Regions from separate parts of the Mus musculus genome. Here region 1 is linked to region 2. A link is a contact called in public HiChIP or PLAC-seq data. All regions are on one chromosome and are shown on one strand. The core of a region is the stretch at or near the end of the contact, and the rest is flanking DNA. Distances in the headings are between cores, read along the strand shown.

Region 1 (3,446 bases), core at 427-2,926, 470 kb after region 2:
CACAAAAGACACAGAAGTAGGAGGACTTCTTGAGAGAAAAAAACAAACAAAGGTTTCGGTGGAAATGGGGGTGAAAGAAGGTAATGGAGGTGCATATGACATTATACACATGTGTGTTGGTTAGTTTTTGTCAACTCAACACAAACTAGAGTCACTTGGAGGTGGTAAACTCAGTGAGAAATTACCACCATGTGATTGGCTGGATGACATGTTTGTGTGGCATGGTTCTTGTGTGACAGGGCCTGGCCGTCTGTGGGCAGTGCCACTCCTGAGCAGTTGGTCCTGGGAGGTCCAAGAGAGCTGACCCTGTTCCTGGAAGCTACCCAGTAAGCAGTGTCCCTCTATAGTTTCTGCCTCTGCCTCTGCCCCTGCCCCTGCTTGAGTTCCAGTCCTGACTTCCCTCAATGACGGACTGTGATTAGGATGTGTAAGCTAAATGAACCCTTTCCTCTCCAAGTAGTTTTGGGTCAGTGTTTTATCAGAGCAACTAACAACAAACTGGAAAGAGAGGAATGGGGATTTCATAATGAAACCTATAAGCTAATAAAAGCATTTAAAAATAAGGCAATCCATTTCTTTAAGGTTTATTATCAGCAATGCTTGCTTTGCGTGCTCATTTTTATGTACCCATATATGCTGAGTCGTATAAAAATGTCTCAGCTGAAAGTGACTGTAAGTGGAAAAAGTGGAAGAAGTCCAGGCGCATTTGGGGAATCATCTCATCTCCATTTGGTTCTTGCTTTCTGGCCCCCTTCACAGTCTCCTGTTCAGTGGGTGCAGAAGACTAGGGAACGAGTCTGTTTTAGCATCTCTGTGATTGTATCAGCCCCATCAAATGAACTGGTGTTCTCCTTCCTGGGAACACTCAACACTAATTCCATAAACAAAGAAAGACCTTTTGTCAGAAAAGGCTGTTTTCTCCAAACCAACCTTGAACTCCAGGGCTTTTGTGAAAGGATTTATTGTTTATTCTTAGAGGTACGCATGCATGTCTGTGTAGAGGCTCGAGCACTTGAACGCCCCCCAGCGGCCAGAAGAGAGAGTCAGATCCCCTGGGGTAGGAGTTGTGAGCTGCCAGATGTGAATGCTGGACAACAAACTTAGGTCCTTTGCAAGAGCAGCAGGAAGTCTTCACTGCTGGACTGTCTCTCCAGCCCCTGAACTCCAAATCTTAGCAAACTGTATTGATTTGTTGAATGAGAGTCAGATGATTCTTTTAAAAGTTAAATTGATATAAAGAAACGATTTAAACGAAACTGAACAGAGGCAAAACGGCACTCATCACACCAGCCCCTATTCTATGAATGGGTTTTATAGCTAAATTGGCACAAACCAGTCTCATGATACGTTGCTCAGCTAGATACCTTCAAAGCGTCTTTAAAATCAGTGTCTCCTTCATCATCACCAGTACAGGACTCTCAGGTACTTTATTTTTTCTTTTTACATATCTTTTTGATTAAAATATTCAGTTAATAATAAAATAGCTTCGGTAGCAGTCCTTAGACAAGGACACTATTTCCTGTGTCACTCCACTCCAGTCAGAATTCTGAAATACTCAGCAGGAGGTGACCTAAGAGCGACAGGATGGGGTTAGGGTCCCAGCTGGAGTCCTGGCCCTGCTTCTGATGGCTGAATGAGCCAGTGAGAGCTTCCTTGAGCTCATTCTGTTCTGCAAAATGAAGGAAATCGTCTAGACCAGTGCTGTCCAGTAGGGCCTTGTGCAACGATGGGAGAAGTCTCTGCTCTGTAGACGACAGCAGTCACTGGTCACCTGAAGCGTGGCTGATGTGACAAAGGAATTGCATTGACATTTTTACCGCATTCTAGTTCATGTAGCCAATGATCACCCTGCCAGACTGCAGAGGCCCAGACTCAATCACTCACTCAGTCAGCAAGCATCTGAGTTTCTTCTAAGCATCACACAGGATGAAGGTAGGCAAGGTGGGTCACTATGATGTCTTTGTCATTAAGGAATTAGCATTGAGGAAGACTAAATAAGTTCTTGCTAATTATATGCAAAACCTACCATCTACTCAAAGAAGAGAGCAGTGACCAGAGGCACATCTTATCTATGTTCTAAGATTATATTTATTAAACAGCTTATATATATTTCCATCCCGCTTTTTAGCAACTCTGTTTATTAGCACAGGTCTATCACCCAGATATAGGACTCTCTAACTGGTACCATGAGCACTCTCATTCTTGATGGCTGATTGGTTAACTCATTCATTCAATATGTTGTATTTTCTTATATACCAAGGAGGAACACGTGAAAATGAATTTGAACATCTGAAAAAGGATCTCAGAGTTCCACAGTGAAATACAGAATTTATTTATTTTCTCAGGAAATGGCATACCAGGTGAAAGGATCATTTTGGAAATATTGTGAGATGATGATATTTCATATTTGAACTACCTATAGCCATTTCAGCAGCACTGTCCTGTATTAAGAGTACAGAAGTAGAAATGAAAGAATTTGCATGTTTTCCCATTAAAAACCACTGATGAGGGGCTGGGGAGATGGTTCGGTGGCTAAGAGTGTTTATTGCTCTGTCAGAAGATGGGAGTTCAGATCCTAGCAACCACATCAAGGGACTCAGAAACATCTCTAGCTCCAGCTCCAAAGAATCTGATGCTCCTTCCTGGTCTCCTTGGGTGCTCTGGACCGACATGTGTCTATGTACACTGACAGTCATACATACCCACCCACACACATATACATGTAGATTTTAAAGAACTCAGCTCATAAACTCTGTAACTGAGTACATATAGAAAAAAAATCGAGGAGATACTTCTCAGAAAAGACTCTATTTTATACAGTGCTTGGACATAAATATTTCCTGGTTTTCAAATTGTTTTTCTCTTTCCTGCTAGAAATGTCTAGTGAAAAAAAATCAAGTACGGTATTTTTTTCTGTGTTCGATATTTTCTTTCACGTAAAAATGAATGTGGTGTCCCTTCACATTGACTAGATACATACACTTCTACCTCCTTCCTTTTTTTTTTTTTAGTTGACCAGAATATTACTTTGAAATCCATTAGAGGGTTTAAAGTAACCAAGTGCAGGGTTTCCTCAGAGCATGAGTGTAGAGCAAAGGAAAGACATTTAGAGACCACCCTGCAGAGGTCCCCACAGGAGGCAGCAGTTCCTTCCCTATAAACCGAAGACTTAGGAGGATGTGTGCTGAGTGAGACCTTGAGCCTTGAAGGAAGTGTGAGATCTACAAAGGCAAGGAAGGAAGCAAGGCCATTTCTGAGACAGGAAAACATGAAGTTAGAGAGGAATTGAAGTTAAAATAAACTGCAAAACTAGAGGAAAAGAAGATGGAGAATATAGATTGTGGTCACATCCTGGGTTTCCAGTGCCAGGCTTGGGGAGTCTAGACTTTATTCGTAATCTTTAAAGCATTTGAACAAAGAGGTGAGCAGAGCACAGCTGTTCATTG
Region 2 (3,352 bases), core at 31-2,530:
CTCACTCTGTAGACCAGGCTGGCCTTGAACTCAGAAATCCGCCTGCCTCTGCCTCCCAAGTGCTGGGACAAAAAGCATGGACCACCACTGCCGAGCTTTGGTTTTCTTGTTTTGACTATGTAGCCCTGGCTGGCCTCTAACTCAAAGAGATCTTCTGGCTTCTGCCTCCCAAGGCAGGGATTAAAGGCGAGTGCCACTACACTTAGCTCTTTCATAATTTTAAAATATTTTCTTATTATTGTGTATGGAAGCCAGAGGACAACCTTGCAGACTCTGTCTTCTCACCTTTCACTTTTTATACAGGTCCCAGGGATTGAACCTGAGCCTTAGGCTTATTCCGCTAGAGCTTTTATTGACTGAACCATTTCTCTAGCACATCTTTTGTAATTTAAAAAAAAAAAAAAGAAGAAGAAGCAAAAAACGGCCGGGCAGTGGTGGCGCACGCCTTTAGTCCCACCACTTGGGAGGCAGAGGCAAGCGGATTTCTGAGAACGAGGCCGGCCTGATCTACAGAGTGAGTTCCAGGATAGCCAGGGCTACACAGAGATACCCTGTCTTGAAAAAACCAAAAAAAAAAAAAAAAAAAAGCGCAAAACAACCTTCCAACCCAAACTACATATATATATTGCGTATTAACGGAGGCAGGAAAGATTGCTCCGTGGTTAAGAGTATTGGCTGCTTTTCAAGAGACTTGAGTTTGATTCCTAGCCCCTATATAGCGGTTCACAATCGTCTATCTCTAGTTCCAGGAAATCGGTTGCTCTATTTTGGCTTCTTTGGTGCTGCACACACATGGTACACATACTTGCCGGCAAAACACCTATTTACATAAAAGAAAGTAGATATATAATTATATAATAATATAGATACTATATATAATATCATGGGGCTTGTGTACTTGAGTGGATCAGCCCCAGAGGCAAAAAGTCATCCTATTTTTACAGGCATTTGTGAGCCTCCGTAAGTATGCACAAATTTATCACTTATGTTTTCTGAGACATGGGCTCATGAAACTTGAGCTGATCTCGAACTCGAAGCCCTCTTGCCTCTGCCTGCCAAGTGCAGAGATTTCCCGGCGTAGTATACCACGCCTGGCTTCTTTGTAATTTTTAATTCCTCCTTCAGGATTCCACACGTAAGAGCACGTCACTGACTTCCAGCCAATCCCAAGGCCGGGGTTGGGTAGGAGAATGAACGCGCACGCCTCTCTGCGCAACGCTGGCCAGGCCGGAAGTGACGTACGTATCTTATAAAACTCGCCAGCCGCCGGTGGGCGGGTTCAGAAGGCTGGCGAGCAGCTAGCATGGCAGATGAGGAGGAAGACCCCACCGTGAGTGAGCGCCTGTCTCAGCCTGGTTCCTCACTCCTTTCGGATCACTAGCGGAGGCAGAGTCTGACCCGCTTGTGCCTTAGGGATTCCCGCCGAGAGTCCGGGGGCTCCGCGGTGTTTTCCTTTTTTGGTTTACCTTAGTCAGTGCGTGGGACAAGACGGGAAGGAAGAGTAGAAAGGGTCTCTCTTTGACCTGGATCTTCCCGACACTAAGACATCTAGAGGGTCATAGGAGATCAAAGCTGATTAAAGCGGAACCAGCAGCCCAGATGCTGACAAAACTAGTGAAGATAGCGGAGAAACGATGAACTAAAGACAGGAAGCTTGGGATCCAAATTCTCCTTTGGCATCGGTTTTCTTGTGAGGTAGAGTCCAGCCCAGTTAAGGAAAGTTCTTAGCCCTTTATCAGTTGCTTCCGATGACAGCAGAGAGTAGATTTTAAACTACCAGGTTTTTACAGTAGTCTTGCTTAGCAGTGTGACAACTAAATTGGCTAAAACCAAACCCAGAACCTGAGGTCGTTAGAACTTTACACACGCACGGTTGTAAGGTTGTTAGCAGCCGTAATAAAAGCCTTCTTGCACGACTTGAGAATTGGACTAGGGCTTATGAGCCCTTTGGTGCTAAATTTTCGTGGTTTTGTGCAGTTTGCTTTAGCTTCTCACTTTCGAAAATGAAAAAGGGTCACTGGGCGTGGTGGCGCACACCTTTAATCCCAGCACTCAGGAGCAGAGGCAAGCGGATCTCCGTGAGTTCAGGCAGACACGGGCACATAGTGAGACCACTTTGTCTCAAAAAAAAAAAAAAAAAAAGTGTAGAGAGATAGCTTTAGTGCTTAGGAGCATTTGCTGTCACATCTGGCAACCTACAGCGATTAGACCTAGTTTGGCCTCTATGGGCAACAGCAGGCACATTTATGTAGGCACACAATACACATAAATAATAAATGCCTTTAAAAAAAAAGATGAAAAGAGTGCAGGAGGTGTAGCTCAGTGGTCAAGCATCTGTTTAGCATCGTGAGCTCGTGGGTTCAATTCACAGCACTCCACAAAGAGGGCGAGCAGGAGGAGACTCGAGGGAATATCACGTGCACTGCAATCATTTGCCATGTCCGTGTTTTAAAATTTCTAGTTTGAGGAGGAGAATGAAGAAATTGGAGGAGGAGCGGAAGGTGGCCAGGGGAAGAGAAAGAGACTTTTCTCGAAAGAATGTAAGTTGTACTTTCTAGTGTTTTTATTACAGGTGGTGAAAGCTTTTGAACATGTCTTTTCAGAGTATATTGTTCTGCATATGTTTGTTTATAGGGACAGTGTTCTCAGAGTTGCCTATAAGGTTGCCTGTTTTTATTCTTGGTGTTTGTTTGTTTGTTTGTTTGTTTTAAAGATAGGCTCTGTATAGCCAAGGCTATACTGGTGCTTACTGTTTAGCCCATGCTAGCCTTGGTTTGGTGGTAGTCCTGCTTTAGCCTCTCAAGTCCTGGGATTGCAGGTGTGCATCCCATGGTCAGTATAAGTCTCTCTCATGTCTACTAATTCTCTCTGTGTGACATAAAATAATGAATGTGATCACCTCTGCCCTCCTCCTTGAGGCAGGGTTTTTTTGTTTTGTTTGTTTTTGTTTTTCTTTTCCTTTTTTGAGGCTTGGTTTTTCTGTGTAGCCCTGGCTGTCCTAGAACTCTTTCTGGAGTTTAGAATAGATCAAGATCTGCTAGTCTTGAACTCACAGAGATGTGCCTGCCTGCCTCTGCCTCCTGGGTGCTGGGATTAAAGCTGTGAACCACCACCACCCAGCTGAGGCAGGGTTTTTAGATCCCAGCATGATTTCAAACTTGGTATGCATATGCGTATAACCTTGAACTTGCAAGAACCTTGCAAGAACCTTGAACTTCTGCTCTCCTATCTGTTTCCCTGGCTCTAGATGTACAGGCATATGCCATGGCTCCCAGTTGACATTTTGAACGTTGTATCCCTCTTGTGTCCACCTTTCAAATGATGTAAGTTGAGGCTTTGGACTAAGGCATAG

The links. HiChIP or PLAC-seq counts read pairs in DNA pulled down with a chosen protein or histone mark.
Region 1: a contact with region 2 is called in an H3K27ac HiChIP or PLAC-seq map of microglia, with 4 times the contacts expected there. The contact joins the enhancer-like site here to the promoter of Taf13 in region 2. A contact is called at or near these places in 3 of 39 promoter capture datasets (liver, pre-B cells and stem cell-derived epiblast-like cells) and 1 of 115 datasets of contacts at active chromatin or transcription factors (microglia).

The regions. Positions count from the first base shown.
Region 1 is chr3:109,041,940-109,045,385 of GRCm38.p6, forward strand. No RefSeq gene overlaps it. Among named protein-coding and RNA genes, the nearest start is that of Gm36778, 12 kb to the right of the region's middle. Within about 2 kb of position 1,677, at least 3 of the 459 cell types and tissues checked have an H3K27ac peak or open chromatin away from gene starts, as enhancers often do. A contact at or near this core is called in microglia, where this site is marked.
Region 2 is chr3:108,570,419-108,573,770 of GRCm38.p6, forward strand. It overlaps Taf13 (TATA-box binding protein associated factor 13), which reads left to right and starts at 1,281. Exons shown (of 4, transcript NM_025444.2): 1 at 1,281-1,330; 2 at 2,462-2,540. The coding sequence starts at 1,304.